Regions from separate parts of the Mus musculus genome. Here all the other regions are linked to region 3. Evidence: chromatin contacts called from public Hi-C and HiChIP or PLAC-seq data. All regions are on one chromosome and are shown on one strand. Each heading gives the region's core, a stretch centred on a gene start, on an enhancer-like site or on the middle of the called end of the contact. The rest is flanking DNA. Distances are from core to core; before and after follow the strand shown. Region 1 has its middle 8.8 kb from the start of Gm39685. Region 2 holds the start of 4930439D14Rik (a long non-coding RNA gene). Region 3 overlaps Gm39683 (a long non-coding RNA gene).

Evidence for each region. A called contact is a pair of places that touch in the nucleus more often than the background predicts. HiChIP or PLAC-seq counts read pairs in DNA pulled down with a chosen protein or histone mark.
Region 1: a contact with region 3 is called in a Hi-C map of muscle stem cells, with 1.9 times the contacts expected there. The contact joins two enhancer-like sites. A contact is called at or near these places in 6 of 484 Hi-C or Micro-C datasets (the G1E-ER4 cell line, embryonic stem cells, erythroblasts and 3 more), 6 of 115 datasets of contacts at active chromatin or transcription factors (cardiomyocytes, embryonic stem cells, fetal liver and 2 more) and 1 of 9 other capture datasets (embryonic stem cells).
Region 2: a contact with region 3 is called in an H3K4me3 HiChIP or PLAC-seq map of neural tube, with 4 times the contacts expected there. The contact joins the promoter of 4930439D14Rik here to the enhancer-like site in region 3. A contact is called at or near these places in 13 of 39 promoter capture datasets (the 3T3-L1 cell line, 3T3-L1-derived adipocytes, the C10 cell line and 9 more), 1 of 15 datasets of contacts at CTCF or cohesin (large pre-B cells), 5 of 484 Hi-C or Micro-C datasets (embryonic stem cells, forebrain, nephron progenitors and 2 more), 25 of 115 datasets of contacts at active chromatin or transcription factors (the HPC-7 cell line, SST interneurons, T-cell acute lymphoblastic leukemia and 17 more) and 3 of 9 other capture datasets (embryonic stem cells, liver and pancreatic islet).

What each region holds. Positions count from the first base shown.
Region 1 is chr1:156,996,722-157,000,291 of GRCm38.p6, reverse strand. No RefSeq gene overlaps it. Among named protein-coding and RNA genes, the nearest start is that of Gm39685, 8.8 kb to the right of the region's middle. Within about 2 kb of position 2,186, at least 107 of the 459 cell types and tissues checked have an H3K27ac peak or open chromatin away from gene starts, as enhancers often do. A contact at or near this core is called in muscle stem cells, where this site is marked.
Region 2 is chr1:156,937,322-156,941,063 of GRCm38.p6, reverse strand. 4930439D14Rik (a long non-coding RNA gene) reads right to left here and starts at 2,270. Exons shown (of 2, transcript XR_003948625.1): 1 at 2,006-2,270; 2 at 869-1,937. It overlaps Ralgps2 (Ral GEF with PH domain and SH3 binding motif 2), which reads left to right and starts at 1,438. Exons shown (of 19, transcript NM_001159967.1): 1 at 1,438-1,575.
Region 3 is chr1:156,750,900-156,754,465 of GRCm38.p6, reverse strand. Gm39683 (a long non-coding RNA gene) reads right to left here. Exons shown (of 3, transcript XR_865660.1): 3 at 1,205-1,404. Among named protein-coding and RNA genes, the nearest start is that of Gm39683, 8.3 kb to the right of the region's middle. Within about 2 kb of position 1,920, at least 79 of the 459 cell types and tissues checked have an H3K27ac peak or open chromatin away from gene starts, as enhancers often do. A contact at or near this core is called in T-cell acute lymphoblastic leukemia, differentiating embryonic stem cells, embryonic limb bud and 5 more, where this site is marked.

The DNA of each region.
Region 1 (3,570 bases), core at 937-3,436, 250 kb before region 3:
TCTGTGATCACGCGCACCAGTCCTGCCCAGTCTGACCAGGGGCCTCTCCAAACACACTCCTCCCTGCATCCTTCCGGCTCCTTTCCTTTCTAAAGCAGCTCCGTGTGTCACTTCTCTGTCATGCCCATCCCCCCTTCCACCCCACTCCATTTCCATTTCTTGGGTCTCTGCAGGGACGTGTGGCACCGAACAACACATCATTCCGCAAACACTGGACTTGATTTAAACCTGCTCAGTTTGAGTCACTGTTACTCTGAGGCAGAGACCCACAGTAGAGACTTGCTTCTGGCTTTTTCCCTTTGAAATTTAAAATATATAGAAAATCTGTACGAATAATACTTGAAACTCTAAATACTTTCCACTTCTACCCTCAAGTACCCCATATGCCGGTAATTACCCAGAACACTAATTTATCACATCTGCTTCATTCTCTGGACATACCCAAGCCATTTGGAGAAAAAAAAAAAGTTGTGGACAGGATGCCCCCTTCCCTGTTTAATCCTAGAATGTGTGTTTCTTATAAACAAAGACGCTATCTCACATAAGAAACCCATCAATGATCAGTATCCATGAACAACACTGGCTACCAATAATCGTCCTAATTTACCATATAACCCAACAGTATTTACCATACAATACCAATTATACCTCATGCCGTTTCAAACTCTTTAAATAGCACTTCTTTTTCATCTTCAGTTTGGAACAATGTCTCCATTTTTCTTTCTTCTCTAACCTTGACATTTTCGGATGCACACGTGTCCTTTTCTGGTTTCTCATATGATTTCCCTTGTGATTTACGCATTCAGAGCAAGAATCTCTGAGGTAAGGCTTTGCTCTCCTCATTGCATCGTGCCAGGAGGGAAAAGCTACCAATTTGTCCGCTTGCTAAAGTCAGTATTTGACGAGAGATTTTCACAGAGCGACACCTAAGTATTTGGTCATAAGATACCTTAAAGCTTCCATTGAAAGACAAAGGTTGCTTCTTTTCTCTATTTGCACATTTTGTTTTGTTCTTGTGTAAAACGGCTCATGTGTGTGCCTGCATGTGGAGGCCAAAAGACAACCTTGGGCGTAGTTCCTCGGACATCATGTACCTGAGTTTTCCTGGGCATTTTGTTTGGTGGTTTTGTTTTTGAGCTATAGATCTAACATGAGCCTGGAACTAGCCAAGCCACAGGTTGCCCCATGGATCCATGTGCCTCTGACTCCCAAGCCACGGGAACCCAGGTTCATGCCTTCACTCCTAACTTGTCCTCAGAATCCTGGGGATTGAACTCATGTCTCTGTGTCTGCAAAGCAGGCGCTTTGCTCATGGAACTAGCTCCCCAACCTTGTTTATTCCCTCTTAATTAGTACAGACCCATGGATTCCTGTTGTACTCTAAGCGTTAAAATCAGGAACTATTGCTGGGCATGGTGACCCCACCTGTAGTCCTAGCTACTCAGAAAGCTGAGGTCTGGGGTTCTCCTGAACCCAGGAGTCCCAGATCAGCCTCGACCTGTAAGAAGCCCTTCAGGGCAGCCAACTTCTGGGTGCTTTTGCTATATCCCCAACACGCTTTAAACATCTCCTTACTTCATAGTATAAATGCCCCTGTCCCATAGTTTATTTTCAACACTCCAGCCCTAGTGTAGTCAACCATTTAAGTGGAGAATGATATTTAGAAGCTGAACTCTTATCTAGGCATGCTCACTACTGTCAGGATATCCTTGCTTCTAACCTTCTCAGCCTAGAGAACCAGGAAATACACACACACAAATGTATGTGTGTGTATACCCACCTACATATGTATCTATATCTATCTATGTATGTATGTATGTATGTATGTATGTATGTATGTATGTATCTATCTATCTATGAATTTGTGTGTGTGTGTAACCACATACACATGTATTTACCTTTACACTAATTCAATATCTATGTCTACTCAAAGCTCTGCGTTTGCACCAGCTCTTGGACCACACAGTCTAGCAACACAGTCTATTGTCTGAATTGTAATTTCCTCCAGACAGCAAGAAGCGTGATGCCCCCCCCCCCATCACCCTCCGGGCATTTACTTATTTGACTAACAATCTTTACACGACCTCAGGCCCCAGCTGCAATTGCCAAGAGCTTGCTGGCTTACCACAGGGCTCCAAATTGGCAAGTCCCTCCTTACAATGGGAAGGGAGCTGTGAATGAACAATGACTCACAGTGATCACCGTGCACCCTGGGAGTGAATTCTACCCGCTCCTGCTGCTGTCTGGACTGAGACCTGGTGGCGACATGGAGTTTGCTTTCCCTGTTGTTGCCTAGCAGAGTGGGTGTGGTCTTCTCTGCCATAGCAGTGAGTGACCTCTTTAAACATGATTTAAAAAAAAAAATTTTTTTTTTCTCCTTTTTACACTTTACCCATGAGACCGAAAAGAACTAGCTGGATTCATTTGAAGACGTGTGGTATACCAGGTTTCCCTCAGGAAGGGTGTGTTATAAATTTTATATAGTTGTTAAGGCCCCAGCTGGAGGTCAGAGGTCAGCTGATCCCTCCCCACAGCTGCCAGATGGTTGGCTCTTCTGGCACATTCTCAGGGCCACAAACTTATTTCCTAGATACCAGTCTTCAAGTCATGCCTGACTCCTCTGTCCTTCACTCCCCCCCTCCCTCCCTGCTGCAAACTTGGAAGCATCAAGGTCCCAGGGCGCCACAGCTGTTCCTCGGGTTCTCCTTGACTTGTTCACTGTGGCTGTGGGGACGGGGGTCTCACAAGGTCCTCACTGTTCTTCAGGGCAAGGGAAACCCTTCTCTGAATGCTGAATCCTCCCAACTCGTTTCAGGGTTGCTTACAGGATTCTTAAAAACCAGACAATTAAGCACTCCATGTTTACCAAGGGCAGTTGGAAATCCAGTTTCTAAAATCACTGTCAACTCTCCCACACTTTCTATTGTCAGGGAAACTAATGAAGCCCCCAGACTTTCATCTCAGAATTGACTTTTGGAGATCCACAGATTGCTGCCTGGCAACACAACACATTGCTGTGCATCGCTTTTTTATTTACAGCCAAGGCTGGAGTAAAGGAGCAGATGGTGAGAAATCGGATTTAAAGGAGGGACAGATGCGCCCACACGGGAGCTGGGTAAATCTCTTGGCTACCGGCGTGCACACAGACGTGAAGCCTAACTACCTCCACAGTTGCATCCCGCTTTACCGTTGCTCTTAGCTTGTTTGGATCTTGTCTGCGAAGATGGTTTAATATATCCCATTACAAGCAGTTTCTCTCATCCCACCCCACTAGGGACTGTGTTTTATAGAAAGTAGCTTCTTGGTCATCTGTATGATCACAGATCTAAAATTTCACGGACACTTAAGCCGTTAGCCTGCTTGTCTGGAGGAGACAGCTTTACATCTCTGTGATCTTAGAAACATTTACAAGGAGCTCCACACATTCATAACTATGTACATAAGCCCCCTTTCTGCCCACCCCCTCTTTCTTTCTCTCTCTCTTTTTTCCTGTGAAGGCAAAAACAACTTTCAGTTGCTGACCCACAGGGTAGAAAATAGCTGTTGTGAATGCAAATGTCGACACTCCCC
Region 2 (3,742 bases), core at 1,021-3,520, 190 kb before region 3:
TATGTATCTATCTATCTTTGAATGTATTGTTGTTGGCACATAGCCATCCACCTTTCCCTTAATCTCTTACTAACTTGGGGAAAGAAAGATCAATCATTTACTCAGTGACTCAAAGGGTTCCCCCTCCCAACTGTTACTTCAGTTTGTCTGTTGTTTCTTTGGGACTTGAAGCAAACAGCATCGAAGTGAAAACTGCATCTAAGTAATTCTCCTGGAGCCTTTTGGTCACTAGTGTTCCTTAGCCCCGCCCCCTTTTCATTAGTCTACGCTCAGTTGAAGATTTCTGACAGGCTTTTCTTCTTTTTGGTTTCTGTGCATCTATTGGAGAGACTTCCAACTTAAAACGGAATAAAAAACCAGCACTGGGCTTTATCGCTTTTCCTTGCTTCGTTTTTATCTTCCACCTACTTTTGCATGGGCATGTTTTAACCAAGGGGATGAAGGAGCGTTCTTCTACCTTCTCCACAGAAGGGAACAGTGGTCAAAAGGGACAGTGTTTAACTTTCTTCTGCATAAAAGAATCCACTGTTTTGATTAGTTATTATAGGGAAAAAGGAAATCAAAACGAATTTGGTCCCTTCACAATCTACACTCAGTGCTGCTATAGAACTGTCCCTCCACCCTCCACTGCACATTGCCTAGAAAAGGATCGCATCTATTCCCGAATGACCTAATGATTACACCAAGGTGGCTCACTGAAAACCTTCCACTAAGTCACACTGCATCAAATGGTGCTAAGTTTAAGTAGGCCACCTAGGTGCACCCCAAGAAACAACACCCTTCTATTCCCTTTCATTCACAGGAAAAATTTCACCTTTTAGAATCACGTTCCCGCAATGGCGTGAAAATACAGTCCACCTGAAACTCATCAATCCGGGACTAGGGGATCCCAAATATTGTTATTTGCTCCTTAAACCACCGGCAGCCACCCTGCTTAACACCTAGAGGCCGACCCAACACTTCCGGCATGATGATGTGCTAGAGTGCAGACTCCATCATTTAAGATCCCACGGCTGTGGGGTGACTCTTCACATTTGCAGTCCCCCTCCACTTGTCCGCCACGACTCCTAAGGACGCCGCCCTCACGGGCTGGGTATTTGATCTGGGGGCCAAGCGTTTCCAGACTTTTGTCCTCTGGCCCGAGCGGGGAGCAACGCCCGCGTCCCAGGCGCCAACGAGACCCGTGCGGGGAGCAGCCGCGGGGCCCCACCTGTCCGTCCTGAACCCTGCGGCTCGTCCTTGCGGCCGGTGCTGCGCCTGCGGCTGGGGCACGCGCCTCGGACACCGGTACGGGGCGGCAGTTGGCCTCGGGGGGCATAGCCCGGCGCCCGCAGACTGCGCCGAGACCCCGGCGACCCGGCGTTCCCGGCCGCGCGAGCGCGCTCGGTTGGTGCGCGCGCCGCTCCGCCCCGCCCGCCCGGCGCGCGCCCCCTGCGCGGCCGGGGTGGATCCAGCGCACTCCCCTCCCCCGAGCGCCGGCGGCAGGCGCTGAATGAGAGACGCCGACTGCTCGGTTGGGCGAGCGATTGCCTCGGAGCCGCGGGCGAAGCGGAGGCGACGGCCGCGGCTGCACAGGTCGGCGTGGCGTGCGGGCGTGTGGGGAGGCGCGGGCAATGGCGGCGGCGGCCGCGGTGCGCGGCGCGGGAGGGCGGGCTGCGGGTCGCTCGCGGTCCCGCGGTGGCGGAGGCCCCGGCGTCGCCTCAGCCTCTCAGGTGAGCCGGGGCCGGGCCCCGCCGCGCCAGCCACACCCCCTCTCGGCCGGGGCGCCTGCACCCCCGTCACCGAGCCGAGGCGGGTGACCTGTTGCGGGGCCGAACCGCCCGCGGAGCGCGGGGTGAGCGGCGCCGCGGCGGCGGAGGCCGCGTGCGGACACGGAGGGGGGTCCCGCACCGCCGCGCTAGCTGCCCGCAGCGCCTGGGATTCCTTTGCTGTGTGGGCTTAGGCGGGCTCGTAAACACCGGGCTCGGGGAGGCGATGGGGAGCTGACCTGGAAGGGAGCCCGGACCTGTGCGCTGCCGCCGCGGCTCCCCGCCCCCCTCGAAGCGCTTTTCCTGCCGCCGTGTGCGGTGTAGACGCAGGCGGGTTTCAGGGTGCGTGGGCGTGTTTGGGAAGAAGCTGCGAGCTGATAGGAGGTACCTTAGTGCGAATGTTAATTTGTTTGAGCTGGGAGGGGTGAGGGAGGAGGAAGAAAGGGGCCTGTTGGTGGCCGTGGAGGAGGGGCGTTTGCAACCCCAAATCCCTCTGCAGAAAGCGCTCTCCACCGAAAGCATCCAGCGTCTTTTGTTTAAGATCGGAGGATGAAAGCACGGGCGGCAGTTAATTGAGCCTTTCCTCGTAGGTGCTCTGCATCCCCTCCCCACCCCCACACCCCGTCTTAGTACGCTGAAGTAGCTATAGAGCTTTGTTTCGGTGTTGGTGTTTGTTTATGAGTTGACTTTGGCGTTGTTTATGTAATGTTTACCATCCGGTGTACTCGAGGTCGTGTGTCTTTGAAGATGACCATTCGAATTTTGTGGAACTTTTCATTCCTTGCATGAGAGAGTACCGCAGTGCCACAGTTCGTTAACTTGCAAACTGTAAAAGCCTGTCCCACCCAGATATGATTGTTCGGGCTGTAGCATCATAAATGTAGTAAGTGTAATACTGTTACTGCAGGAGTGGGATTTGTAACCAAACAGTATTATTTTAATAATAATAACCTCTACTGAATGTGTGTAGTCATGAAGCTTCAAAAATGTGGAAAATTGCTTGTCTTAGCCACATGTATATATTAAATGTGTCTATTAGAGTTCCCATGAATGGTTTAAGTATAGTTATTTGAGCTTAAATTCTGGCATAGTAATTTTAAAATAGTAAAACCCAGTCCATTCTATCTCACCATGCATTGATTTCAGGAATTTGACTTTTTCTGCAAATACTGTTCTCTATCTTTTATTCACCAGATTGCAGCAGAAGTTGAAAGATCTGCTTGTGTGTCAAGATCCTAGTATACTTTTTGATATTACAGTATCAGGGAGGATACACCCAAAAATTCTGAGAGAAAATAAAATTTAAAAGATAGCTATGAACCAGACATGTGTGAGTAATGAATGCAATTTGTGTGCATTTTAAAAACGAGCTTACAATTAAAATTGGGGCAGTGGTTGCCTTTGGTGAAAGATGGCTTTGTTGGTAATAATAATTTGATTGCAACTTGAAACTTTTTTTTTTTTTTTTTTTTTTTTGAGGCAGAGCCTCACTATGTAGCTCTAGCTGTCGGTGGAATTCACTACATAGACCAGGCTGGCTTCTAACTGGCTGAGATCTGCCTGACTCTGCCTATGAGGAGTTGGGATCAAAAGCTCCTTTTAAGCTCTTGTCCAGAGGGTCAATTCTTCTAAACACACAGAGTATCTCCGCGTCCCGCTGTGTCCTGATGGGTGTGGAGGGGATGCTGCAGCGCACAAACGCACACGTGCTGTGATGGAGATAAAGTCATCAGTGGGCAGCTCTGTTAGTGTAGAAGTGAAAACTCAGGATGCCTTTTGAGTTAGGATACTGCTTGCATTTTTCCTTCTGAGGATAGAAGGAACTGTTAGTGAATAAAAGCATCAAGACAGTTGTCTTAAACTGTGCTTGTGTTTATACACACTAGGTATCCGGCTTCCAAACATATCTAAATATTACTCTACCTGGAGTCAGAGGGTGTGTGGTTTATATGTGGCTAGACAATTAATCTGTTGGTTTATATACTTAAATGAAA
Region 3 (3,566 bases), core at 671-3,170:
GAGATAGTTTTCTGGTTGTTTCTGGTAGATTTCAGGTGAGTCTGACACTGTCTTAGATGCCTGTGAACTCAGTGGGCCAGGGGGGCAGAGGGTAGTACAATATAAAACTGAAGGGAAGCAGAGATGTTGAACAACTGGCATTGATTTTTATAGTGTTATACAGTTATGCATAATTTCATAGTTTCCGAAGTTAAGAATTACTTAAAAGCATAAAATACAAACAACAGTGCAGCGAGTACTTTCCCTCAGAGACTCTGACTCTGAGGGCAACCTCCTGTATTTCCTTACCCATTCTTAAAACTTTAACTACACATTTTAAAAGGCTATTAATCTTGATCTAATTTTCATTTTAGACACTCTTTATTGACTGTCACCAGAAAAGGCGAAGATTCATCTCTTTTACATATATACTTTTCTGATCCCCAGACACATGCTCACATGTGTATACACACATACACACACACACACTTCCACTGGCCCACTTAACAATCAGCTGTTCGACAGTAGAGAGTGGAGAACGGTTTCAAACCACAGTTGGTGCCAATCTAATGTTTTGTAGCACAAAAGAGCAACAGAGTCTGACATGATTAGTTATGCATTTTAACAGACTACAACGTGTGTGTGTGTGTGTGTGTGTGTGTGAGAGAGAGAGAGAGAGAGAGAGAGAGAGAGAGAGAGAGAGAGAGAGAGAGAAGTGTGCAGTACATCTGTGGGTGTCGGCCTGTAGAGGCCAGAGGTCAATACCAGAAGTCTTCCTCAGTTAACCCCCACCTTATTTGACACAGGATCTCACTCAGAACCAGAGGTTGCTATTTCAGTTAGCCTGGCTATACAGCAAGTCCTAGGAATCCTCCTGTCTCCACCACTGGCTCTGGCAATGGGATTATAGGCGTACACTCTCCTGTCTGACTTGATTTTTCAAGTGCATGCTTAGGACGCCAGCCCAAGTCCCTGCACTTGGACAAGGCCATTATGGACTGAACCAGCTCCCAAACCAAAAATTAAAACATTTTAAAGTTAAAAATAGAAAAAAATTAAATATTCAGCATACACTGTATTAAAATAAGCCATGCCAAAATGCATATAATTACTACATATCAATCAAAAAGTAATGCCAAAAAATAATAACCAATATTTAGTACTTTTATTGTTTCTGGGCAAATACTACTCCATGTTAAATCCAGACTCATTTCCTTTCTTTAGAGTCCCCACCTCTACCCCATACCCGCCTTAGAGACTGCCTTTGTGGGACTAGAGAAATGACTCAGCGGTTAGATCGCGGTTATGATCGCTTGATGCTCTTCAAGAGGAACAGAGTTCAGGTCCCAGCACCTGTGGCAGGCAGCTCATAACTTCTTACAACTTCAGATCCAGGGGATCTGACCTCTCAGGACACCCCCAAACCTAGGGCAGAAGAGAGACACGGCCACATACGTATATGAAAAGTACAAATGAAGCTCAATTTAAAAGAATACCTGCTGTTGTTGTTTTGCTTTATTCTCCGTGTAGTTTATCATTCATCTCTCCCCATGCCACCTCCCCCCCCCCATGATGACTCAAACCACAGCGGGATGCTTTAATTTTTTTCTCCAAACATCGCTCTCTTCAGAGGATGATTTATTTTCTTTAATTGCTTCCATAAGACACCATTCAAAGCAACCGAAGGCATTGTGGAGAAATGAGACCCACAGCCAGGTATTAGCATCAAGAATACAGAAAGCTGGAGTTACAGTAGTTATGAGCTGCCTGGCAAGGGTTAAGTGGGGCTGCAGGACCAGGAAGCTGAGAGCTTACATACTTAGCTATAAACATAAGCAGAGAGGGCAAACTGAAACTTTGCAAGGCTTTAAGCTCAAAGCCCTCCTCCACCGATCCCAGCCCCACCGCTGCACCGGCTAAAGCTCCCCAAACAGCGCCACCAACTGGAGACGAGATGTTCAAATGCAGGACCGTGGAGCTAGCTCATTTCTTATTCAAACCACCGTAGCAAGCTCTCATCTCCTTGCTATGGAACCCGCTATGCTTCCTTTCAGTTCCTTTTTGATCCTAATTCTCTCTGCCTCGGCCTACACTTCATTTTGGTGGAGTTACTGTTTAGTACGGTCCTGTGCAAAAAGGCGAAGGGATCGATCACTCTGAAGGCACTGTTCCTCGTGCCCTGGTTTGTGTGCCGCCTTTGTCCTCATCCCTGCGCTTTGTATGTGACTTCTCCTTACCCAGCTCATCTCTGCGTTCTCGATGCTCTGACAACTCAAGATTAAGTACCTGGCTGTGGGCCTCATTTCTCCGCCATGCCTTTGGACCAGTGATTTATGAACGTGGCACTGAAATGCTTTCTAGTATGCTTAATTGATTATGTGCGCTCATTCTCTGGTCTTTCCCACTGAAACGCCTGCAGGATGACCTTTGACCTTTCTTTTTTTCCATTACTTTGATTTTTGTTTGTTTGTTTTTTGTTTTACTCCTAGGAGATTTCCACAATTGGTATTTACAGTCCCCAGTGGGATAAAACTGTTAGTAGTTTCCAAGACTGGCTTCTTATGCAGTTGTATCCATTTCTTTAAATGGCACCTTTCCCCTTTAAAAACACAAAACAAAACGAAATGCTGTGCCTTAAGCTGGACATGGTAACTCAAAAACAGATGGATATCTGTAAGTTAGAGACCAGCCCTAATCTACATAGTCAGACTCTCCCAAAACACCAAAAGAACAATAGAAAAAAACTAAAAAATTTTAAAAAGAAAGAAAAGAAAAGAAGGGAAAACTGGACTGTGATCTTTCTGGGCATCACTGTAATTATTTTAATGGTTCAGGGGTTTCTTTTGCTTGTTTTGGTTTGGGTTGGGTTGGGGTTTTTGGTGTCTTACATTCCCTTTGTTACCCAGAAAGTCCCTTTCTCTGTTTATTTTTGTTAGTTTTGGTGTCTTTCACACTGAAAGTTGTGTAGTTTGGCTTTAAAAATACAAAAATACAAAAGCTGGGGCAGGAGTGAGGGGACACTTACAACAAAATATAAAAACCTGTCTTCAGAAAAAAATTAAAGTATACAAGCTCCCTTTAAGGAGACAAAAGGTAAATTCATTGTTATAAAATGAAAATTTTCAACTAAAGATTATATTTTGCTGTACATTGTACTTTCTAGATGACATTTAAGATGCTCCACATACCCCAGAAATAATAAAGAAATTAGCTGGCATTAAACCTTGTTTTCACTATAAACATCGCATCACAGTTTTTCTGTTTTTGAATTGGTTACCATTTGTGAAACTGACATCTGTTTACTGAGAGAAGAGCCTGTTGCTGCTCTCGGAGTTTAGCTGGGTCGCTAGGATCCCTGACAATCAGATAATAACCACGGCCACCCAGAGTCAGTGGATCCCAAGTTCCTTGTCTCAAACCCAAGGAGAAGCAGGAACCACAGTTGAGCAGTAGGCATAGTGGACACAGATTTATTAAGGAAAAGTTGGTTTCAAGGTGACACAAACCTAGAGTCACCCAGGAAGAGGGAGGGACTCTCAACTGAAGGATTGCCGCCATCGGATTGACTTGTGGGAAATTTTTTTTTA